Linked DNA regions of Gasterosteus aculeatus: region 1 is linked to region 2. A link is a contact called in public Hi-C data. All regions are on one chromosome and are shown on one strand. The core of a region is the stretch at or near the end of the contact, and the rest is flanking DNA. Distances in the headings are between cores, read along the strand shown.

The links. A called contact is a pair of places that touch in the nucleus more often than the background predicts.
Region 1: a contact with region 2 is called in a Hi-C map of whole body, with 7 times the contacts expected there. The contact joins two enhancer-like sites. A contact is called at or near these places in 5 of 6 Hi-C or Micro-C datasets (liver, skeletal muscle, tail fin and 1 more).

Annotation. Positions count from the first base shown.
Region 1 is chr9:16,495,920-16,501,334 of fGasAcu3.hap1.1, reverse strand. It overlaps gab1 (GRB2-associated binding protein 1), which reads left to right. Exons shown (of 13, transcript XM_078109123.1): 12 at 1,110-1,238; 13 at 1,340-3,071. The coding sequence ends at 1,498. Among protein-coding and RNA genes, the nearest start is that of gab1, 41 kb to the left of the region's middle. Within about 2 kb of position 3,569, at least 5 of the 9 cell types and tissues checked have open chromatin away from gene starts, as enhancers often do.
Region 2 is chr9:16,357,579-16,362,479 of fGasAcu3.hap1.1, reverse strand. It overlaps inpp4b (inositol polyphosphate-4-phosphatase type II B), which reads left to right. Exons shown (of 22, transcript XM_040185634.2): 13 at 1-192; 14 at 582-720; 15 at 3,359-3,531; 16 at 3,796-3,919; 17 at 4,462-4,588. Among protein-coding and RNA genes, the nearest start is that of il15, 13 kb to the right of the region's middle. Within about 2 kb of position 3,044, at least 6 of the 9 cell types and tissues checked have open chromatin away from gene starts, as enhancers often do.

The DNA.
Region 1 (5,415 bases), core at 2,320-4,819, 140 kb before region 2:
TTCTACTGCACAGTCCCCATCACCCCTGTAAAGAGGGAGGTGGAGGAACTTGACACCATAGAGGAGGTGAGCAGGGTTGCCAGGTTAGACGTGCATGGCCTGCTCTGTCAGAACACAAGGGGTTGCCAGTTTAGGGTTTTATTATCAGCAAGTTCAAAGTGCATAGTTTGCTGTGCTTTTTGTTGCACCCCAACACCAGCTAGAGTCTTTCGCTTGGATATACGGTTTGAAGCGCAGTGATTTAGAGATGTGAACACTATCTTTGATTATCGTTAGTGTGTAGTAGTTTTGTCACCATCTTAGTTCTAATAACACCAACCCAACGTGTAGTTAGAAAATAATACCACCTTTGGGTCTAAGTGTTGTCACAATACTATAACTTGGACTTTCTACTAATGTTAAAGCTATTTCTCCTTATGTTAAAGTCACTGACCCACTACTATTCAATTTAAAACAGGGCAAGTATAAGAAACTAAACAATGACATAAACTCTGAGCAAGTACAATGGTCTTTTCAGAATTGAAATTTTAAAATGTTATGTGCGTTGCAAAGTCATTAGTATTTCATTGGACAGCATTGCAGCCACTGGAGGTTTGGCATGTTGGTTTGCTGCCCATTTTTGTTGGCTGTATCAGTGAAACGACACTTCAGCAACTTTGCCGGTCTGGTGCCTGTTTGATTGGCGCAGCCAGATGAAAAGAGGTTTACTGATTAAAGAAATTTATTGCCATAATGAAGCAATCAACTTCTAAGTCGAACATCTAAGTAGTGCTGTTTTTCACTACTTGATCCACTTTGATAATTGGTAAACATGGACTGATTATGTTGACCGTGCAGGCGCATTTGGGGTTAATTGTATATTGGTGTCCATGTTTTCATTTTTAAATGATCCTATCCAAAAAACATCAGACCTGTAAATAAATGATCTGAAGTCCGGTTTGAATGCAGTTTGGGGAAATCAAATCAGTCGATCTCTTGAAATCATAGAAAACCAAAATTAGTTATTGTGACAACGCTAGATTGTGTTGAAGTAAGACTAAGCCTCACTGACACTGGCTCAGTGTGTTTCTATTCAGTCAATAAAAGCATCATTTTTCTGGCTTATGCAGAATATGAAGCTTGGCGCACCCATGACTGCGGACGGGGGGAGCAGCCCTATGGTGAAGGCGAAGGGAGACAAACAGGTGGAGTACCTGGATTTGGATCTTGACTCCGGCAAGTCTACCCCACCTAGAAAGGTAAGAATTAATCAGCCGCCACATTCCCGGCCTTGTGTTCGCATGTCATCTGAAAAGAACTTCAAGACAGCCCTCTGTTTCTTTCTTTTTTCTTTACGAAGGTTAAAAGCAACGGAACTGGAATAACAGTGTCAGATGAGCGTGTGGACTACGTAGTTGTGGACCAGCAACGGACACAAGCCCTTAAGAGCACACGGGAGGCCTGGAACGATGGCCGCCAATCCACAGAGACTGACACCCCTTCCAAGGGACCCAAGTGACCCAAGTGACCCAGTTCTCCTCAAACCGCCAACACACCAACCCCCGAAACCATTGGGCCTTTCACACCAGTGTAGGCTCTGGTGTGTGTGCTTTTGGCACGATCCGGCTGTCACCTTCCACTTCAGCAAGACCCTCAATGTGTAGTGGAGTTTACGCTGCCGTTAGGGCTAGAACAGCACCGTGTGTACAGTTGTAGGAAGTGGGAGGAGCCAGGAATAAGCTGAAGGCAGTATGAAAGTAGGAAGTGGAAATGACTAGACTGGTCTCTGGGGTTTGACTTAAGCAGACCCACAAACCGACTTTGGCTAGAAAGTCTGATCAACAGTTCCCTTAAATAATAATGCTGTTTGATGTGGTTTTTGGAGTATAAATTGAATCTCTTGATAACATGATCACACTACTAGATCCCTGCATCACTCTTACTAACGGAGTAGATTTTTCAGTTTCTCCTGTTTGAGCGAGTGGGGTTCCATAGGCACTGGTCAGTTTTTACCAAGTTGGTGTGAATTGCTGAAACTGGCACTAAAGTGTGTATGTGATACTTCAAACCTGATCTCCATGGTAACCCAGTACGGCAGCATTTTTATAGTTTTATTACTTTTTTTAAAAAGTTCAAGGCATTTTAACTCGTTCATTTTAGAAGTAACTAAGTGCTCAATTTAAGCTTTGGATTCACTCAAGGTTTAATCCACTAGCATGATTCGATTTCCATTTGGCTGTATATGGAGATGCTTCAATCTGTTATAATGGAAGTGCAAAGACTGTACAAAAGTGTTATGTATATAAACAGGAAAAGTGTCCTTTTATTTGCATGGAATATCCAGCATGTTTGACTTGAGGGTATGTGGATTCTGCAGGGTAGAATCCTGTGCCTGTCTTAGGTGGTATCAGGACTTGTTTTAAATGAATGAACTACTGTGAGTTTTTAAAAGAAAGTGACAGGTTTTCTATAAGTTATGCAAAGGTATCAAACGTTAGGCTAGAGAGAGAGAGAAAATCAGGTACTATACAACTAATCATTTCTAATTTATTTCTCAAGTAATTTCATCCGGTGGATTTCTTGTCCACTTTTAGCTCAGTATTCTCGATAATTTGCTAAAGTCTGTTTAAATGCTTAGTTTGACAGCGCCGCTCAATTAGTTTTGCAAGTTTATTAATGTTCCTCATTCCTCTCTCATCTTATGTTTAATTTATTTCAAATTGACCTGGCATACAGTTTTGGGAAATTGACTGCCACATGGAGTCAACGTGATACATCTTTTCTAGACGGTGAAAGTCTTTCTTTGCATAAATCTGTGCTTTACTAACCTGTGAACTCTGACTCAGATCTCCCAAGCTTGTGCTGCCACAAGTTAAAATGATTGCTGTACATATTTTGCCATCAATTAGATTTAACATGTATCATTTGAAAAAATGTGCCTACTAAGTCATCTTCATTCTACTTCACTATTTCCTTATTGAAGTCCTTTTGTGATACGGACTGCAAAGCTGATGATGCTTTATCTTTTTTAATGAATCTCCACAGAAATTGTACATTTTGAAAGTGGACTAAATAAAAATCCAACATCCTTATGCATGTGTGGTCTTTTTTTAAATATGATTTCAATGATAAGGAAATCAAAATGAGAAGGTGCAGAGATGAAAATGCAATTTGAAGGATTCCTGTGCATGGTGAGTTTGATTTTTGTGCGTTCACTTCTGCAAAATTGATGATGGTTAGCCAGTTAGCATCTAGTTCCAAGAATTTCAAAGTAATACTGAAACGTTGTCTATAGAGTTATTTGAATTTTTTTTTTACCCTGGGCAATAGTTGCCTGCAGCTATGACTGTCGCCTGAATGATTGTGTTCAACCGCCTAACAACTAACTGCATTGACTGTATGTATGTATCCAGCTAATTATATTTTTATATATATATATATATATATATATATATATATATATATATATATATACACACACACAATTATGGGAACATTTCACAAATAAAGTACACTTTCATTAAGTTATATTTTGTAATTATATAATGTCAACACATGGTAAATATGTTCATTAAATGCACTGAATATAATGTTAGCGTTAGCTTATCTCATTACTTAATGTTTGCATATACTCACTACTTGAGACGACCAACGTTAACGTGGCATTTTTCAACGTAAGAAAATGACCGTAAGTGTACCACCATCATCGTTTTCTGAAGGTTTGGTTGTAAAATGTTTGGCTTGAACTCAATTCAAATGCGCTAACTTTATTAACGGTGACATTAAGTTAGTTAACAGGTCGATGACGCAGCGATGGGACGTCAATTAGACCTCTGCGGTTTTAAGATTAACGTTAGCCTTTTTGTTTTTCAAAAACAACGTTAACACGTTAATAAGTTATGGATTCGCCGTTTTCTCCGGGACATTTATTTTTGGGGAAGGTTAAAGACCTTAACATTCCTCCATGGAGGAGCTAACATTACCGCATTTGGAAAGGTCCTCGTTGCCTTTGGACAAAACAACTTTATCCTTAAGTTGTGTTAATAATACACTTTTCAAGATGTAATGCTGTCAGTTCACTTTAGTGTCAAAATAACCTTTCAGCAAACGTTCATTCTTCTAGTTTCCATCCGAGTTGTGCTTAAAACACTGCAACTAACAACTACAACTACAATTGCAATTTAAAGCACGTGTCGTACCATTTTCACTCCAGCAGGTGGCGCCGTTGCTCGATGAACTCCGTGGCTCTTGTTCTTTGCACACGCCCCTTTCGGTGCAGTCGCTCGAGTTGACGTCCTCCTGGGTGAGGCTCTGCGGCGGTGCTGTGGCAGCATAAATTACCGAAGTAAGTTCTTCACGATGAGCCTCACAGGCGAAGTTGCTGTTGTCATGGGTTACTGCAATGACCTCATTGAAATCCCTGAGTTTGTTTTATTTAATGTTGGATGTGTTTTTTCCCTCCTGCTGTCCATATTGGGCTATTTTTAATACAGCATATGCAGTGATCATTGTTAATTTAATGGTATTTTTGAGGTTACCTTCTGATTTGTGCACATTTTACGTGTATTTAATTTTATGTACTAACCAATCCGCTAATTGTCCATTTTATCATGCATTTTTACTGTGTGCTATAATGTGCTGCAGTACTTTCCAGTTTCAACTTAAATGTCCCATTTCTCGTTATCCTTTGAACCCAAGATTCTCAGTGTGGTATGTAGAAATCATTTTCTCTTTGGATATTTTTCTCTTTGCCGAGTGATAAAAAGGGGCGTGAGAAGCAACTCTAGGAAAATAATTGACAAAATCAACAATCATTTTTTAAAATCTATCACTAGCACATTATCACATCACATCAAGGACCTTTGCAGGTGTGAATGAGTGCGTGGAAGCATTGTTATCCGCACAAGGTCGGCCCCATCGCAACTTTTTCTTTGGCTGATGTATGTCTACTGATGTAAATATCTCTAGCAGGCTATATTTATGGTTTCAGCACAGGCCTCTAGTTTAATCAAATGTAACACGGGCCTCTCAGTCACGTTTCATCCCATAAATCTGTCGGACAACACATCATGAGCCGGTACCCCATCCCACATGGTCTGTCTTTCATTGGCTGCGTTTTATATCCCAGCCCGAGGCTTGTGTTTGCTACCCTGACATACAGCAGATTGTAACAGTTTGCCATCAGGTGGCTTCATCCTTTAGCTGTAATGGAATTTAGAAGCTTCACATTGCTGTCAGACATAGCTGATGGGTTGGCAGGTCAGCACACACGCAGGGTTTTGAGTCATTTTCTTTTTAATTTGCTGCTCTTTCAGTGCTCACGAGAGCTGCCGGTTTGCATGTTTAATGTGTCGGAACTAGATTACTGACGATGTCGTCATCTGGGGTTATGCCGGTGTAATTCCTCCGTCTCGCGTTTGACCTTGGGGACCAGGT
Region 2 (4,901 bases), core at 1,795-4,294:
CTGCAGGGCAGCGACCAGAACCCGAGCCCGGCGCAGGGACTCCCGGGTCACAGTCCGGCCACGTCCATCACTGACAACGCGGCCGTGTGTAACAATGTGGAAGGATCCCAGAGCACGACGAGAGGCGAGGGCGGCCCGCTGAAGCACCAGGACTCCATTCCGCACCACAAGGAGTACGACGAGGAGGAATGGGTAGGCGGGACTACTTTTTGTTTTAGCTTTCATTTATTTTTAGACACACATGGAGAAATGAACATTTTTGGCCAAACATTTGATTGTATACCAAACACAACCCCTTTCTGGATGAGCTTTCTCAAGAGAGCATGACTTATATCTGCAGAACAAGTAATGCTGCTGCTTTTCATTAAAGTGTGTTAGACAGTTGGTTTGCTTGCGTGTGAGGCCTCGGCCTCACAGACCGCAGGAGCCTGGCATGGTTTTTGCACACCAATGATCCACATACACTTGGATCATCAAATTTGTACACACACACACACACACACAAACTAAACCAGACAGAGTGAGAAAGATCTAATCGGTGACGCTGATCTGACTGCTGGTTGTACGTTTGGCTCCTTCAGGACAGGGTGTGGGCCAACGTGGCCAAGTGTCTCAACTGTGTAATCGCCATGGTGGATAAACTCCTGGAAGAAGACAACAGCAAGCAGGAGTCGGTCCCTGAGCAGCAGCTAGCGGATGTCATCATCTCACACAACCCCGGTAAATGAGCTACGTTAATGCCGTAAATGGGTTTAATCTTTGCACATAACTGACTCACTTGGAGTGGAATGTCTTGTCATCTGATGATGGCTGGTCAGTGTAAACAAAAAAAGGTGATGCTGCTTTGTCATTATGAGCGGCGTTAGGTGGCGGTTAGCGTCAGTTTGTGGGATTTGTTGTTCACCCACATCAAATCTTAGTGGATGTCCCAGTTTTGTCCTTATCTTATTTTGTACTTCTACTACTACTTGTCTTCGTTCTTTAGCTGCAGAAAAAACCCCCATAATGAATTATTAAACTATTAAACAAAGCTCTTTTAAAACTAAAATGAACCTGTTTGTAAATTTGACACACTTAGTAGGGTGTTGGTGGTGCAGTGGTGAGCACTGTCACGTCAAAGCCAGAGGCACCCGTGTCAGCATGGGGGGGGGGTTCTCCCGGGTTCTCTGGCTTATTCCCACAGTCCGACGACATGCAGCTTATGCTGATCGATGACTCTAAATTGTGCCCGTTGGTGTGAGTGTCGGCTCAAATGGTTGTCGGCCTCCGTCTGTTAGTCTGCACGCTGCTTTCGCTCAATGTCAGCTGGGATTTGCTCCACGTGACCACGAACGTGATAGGTGGTTAGAAAATAATGGATGAGTGGATCTAGTTTGTAATTCATTACTTTCCATTGGAATCAAATTAGAGTTGGATTGATGCCTCCGTGCAGGCGAGGCTTAATGTGTTTGGGTCATCCAGTCTATTCTCATGAACGTGATGTTTCATGAAAGTCCGGAAGGAATTTCTTGAATTTATGCAACATCAACTTTTGAGGTTTTGGTGATGAAAGGTTCTCTGCAGTGTAAACTGATCCTTTGAGCCAACCTAGGTAACTTTATATGTAGTCAAATGCAAATTTAATTCATCCATCGTTATTGTTGGCTAATACTAAGCTTAAAGCTAATCTTAGCATAATGCTAAGCAAACTTATTGACCCCCCAAAAATATTCTCAACTAAATGTATGTACATTTCCAACGGAAGGAAAAATCCCTAAAAAGTCATTGTTTTGAAGTCAATGAACAGCCTAAATAAGACTCTGGTCCAACTTGGACTCCCTGATGTTTACGCATTCGCAACAGGACACGTTGTTGCCAGAGCCGATGAAAGCGATGTTTGATATGCAGAGCCTTTCGCTGTTGACCGTCCCCCGTTCCGTCCAGTGAAACGCTGCCTGGCGCCTGCGTCCAGACAAGTGCCCGGTCTGTTGCTGCTGCCAACCGGCCCGCAGAGCAGCAGCATTACTGTGACTAGGCGACAAGGGGGATTGCTCTGTGTGTGTGTGTGTGTGTGTGTGTGTGTGTTTGCGTCTGTCAGCGTGTGTGAGTGCGCGTTTGTATCATTTTGTGTACATGACTTTCTGCATGTGTTTATGCGTCCAAATGAGCTGGCAGCCAAACAGAAGGCCATCTACCCGCCGTTGGGTCTGAAAGACGAGCTGACCCCCCTCCTCTCATCCCTCAGGCCTCTGAACACCTTTATTACGACGCTGGACAGGCTCACAGCAAGTGGTCATCTGCCTGTCTAAATACAAACATGGACAGAATAATGAGAGGGGCTTTATCTCCTGCCGGTTGGGGGCGAGGGGGGGGGGGGGGGGGGGATTTTGATGTTTGGACAGGTGGGCTGGCGAGGAGATGACAGCTGGAGTTCTGTCTCTGCTTCTTCTGTGCAGAGGCGGTGTTTGCACAATGAGATGTGATTTTTCTGGCGAGCGCCGTGCTGATGTGCCATACATTATTGGTGGAATCCAACTGCGCTCCTGTGCGTCTCCCCCCTCTTCTCTCCCACCACCAGAAATTTTAAATATGTTGAAGCTGAACCACAGGCAGTTAGTTTTGGTTGACAATTAAACCAACACTGCCCCCTGTTGACTCACTGAGGAGATCATCGCAAACTCGTCTCAGATGGAGGAAGTGCATACACACGGTTTTATAGCCTGTAAATCCTACCATTGCTGCATCTAAGGAGGTTTGGAGTTTGTTGCGTGACCAAATAATGCATACTGAAAGGATTCTGTATGCATACTCAATACTGTTTATAATCCAAGTCACCGCACCTTCCTATAGTTCCGCTTCAACCCGCCCTTTCTGCTTTCCACTGCTGCAGGATCACATGCACCACATTGGCCAGGTGGGGTTTGAGACACACATACAGCCTGTACGTGTTATGCGTGTTTTTCTTAAGAACACATTCCACTTGATCGTGAAGTAAGTGAATTCACTGATTCAAAGGCACAAACGTGATGTCATGCATTAGCCAATAATCTACCATAGTTTGCTTTGCCAAACCATAAAATAAATACTTGACTGTACTGTGTGTACCACTTTTATTTCTTTATCACTCAACTTTATATATGTGACGTTTTTGTCAGGGTGCTTCACTAGTTCACCGTGGTTCTTTAAACAGCTTGACGTTTTCTTGGTTCTGATTAACTCTTACTTTTCCCAGCAAACATGAACCGGTTTCACTTTACAGCCGAGCCGTGTTGTTTTTGGCAGACAACACAAGAGTGAAGACATATTCAAATTCAACGACAGCACCGGTTATATATCTCTGTCCAACCCCACCCCCCCCCCCGCCTCTTCTTCCCTGCAGGCACCTGGAGGGAGCAGCTGTGTGCACCGGTGACCAAGTTAAAGGAGTGTGTTATGGAGGTGGTGGAGAAGGCCAGGAGAGGCATGACCTTTGTGCTCCTGCAGGAGGCAGCCTGCAGCATTCCACAGGGCTTCCTCCTCCAACAGAGACGGGACGTGGTCTTCAGCCAGGCAGTAGGTAGCCAGGCTGAGATAATAGTCCTTGAGGATTTACCCGTGGGAGTTCATCTCTCCAGAACATCCCTCGAAAATGTTTCGAGTAAATCATTTGTGGTCTGTGGTCCAAAAGGGCAACTGACACAAAATCGCCACATAAACTCAAACAGTTGCATAAATACACAAAACCCCTTTGAATTGTTAAATTTATTCTGAAGTGATAAACTGTCATTTTTGTGTAGAGGTTCACACTGTGTGCCTGTGTGTGTGTGTGTGTGACAGCTCGCAGCCCTCGCCTGTGGTTTTGTCATGAGGCTGTATGCAGGAATGCAGGACCAAGGCTTCCTGAGGCAGCTCCACCTGGTCGGCCTGGTGGCCCAGTTTGAGAGTCTCCTCAGCACCTACAGTGAGTACATTTTCCAAGAAGCGGCGACCTCAAAACCTCCAGTGAACAAAGCCGTTATTTTGCTTTCCAGAAAATACAAAACCTGAAAAGTGGTTTGGTTGAATTTTGATCAGACTGAGTAATGTGATGCGTGAATGTGACGCCGCTTTTTTTTTTTATTGCACTTTTATTGTTATGTGATCAACAAAGTGCTCCAGGTGAAGGCTGAGCAGAGGGTCAATTGATTCTTATCAGATAAATAAAGGCTAGAGACTAAATGAAAGTGACCTCCCTAGATCAAAGTTCTGTCTCGTTCTAGTTTTCCAAAGTTGCTGGTGCAGCTCTCAAGGAACGGAAATGGATTGTTCAGCAGATTTAACAGCTGCAGGACAGCCACTGTTTGAGCCCTTTATTTTGGTGAAATCAACGCCTCTGCGGTATTTAATGTGGGAAGTTTATGGATTTGATTCGGTTTTAACCCTCCGACGTTTTTTAAAACCAAAACAACATTTGACGAGCAAAGATTCCTCCAGTGTTAATGTTGTTTTGTTGAACCAATTAAGGTGAGGAGATTGGGATGCTGGAGGACATGGAGGTTGGAATCTCAGACCTGCAGAGAGTCCTGTTCCAGATCACAGAGGCCCAGACAGACGACTTCAGGGACCTTCAGCCTTTAGTGTTTGGCCGACGGTGAGACCGACTCTCCTGTTGCTTTTTCTTTGCCTGAATCTCACATGTTCAATGAGTCCGTTGAGTGAAGCCGTAGCGAATGACTGAGCAGGTGCGAGTATTTGGCATTACCCAATATTAGCTACGTTATAAGGAACAGGTGCAGACAACTGTCAGTTTTTAATATCTTAACAGGCATTAAAATCCGGCAGTTAATTCCATTATCATGTTTTAGTTTTGAGTGTTTTTTTTTTCTTAGAAAACCCAACCAGAGAATGCTCATATTGGTTTTTACCGGTCAGAACATTTTAATTTAAACATTTCCTATTAGTAT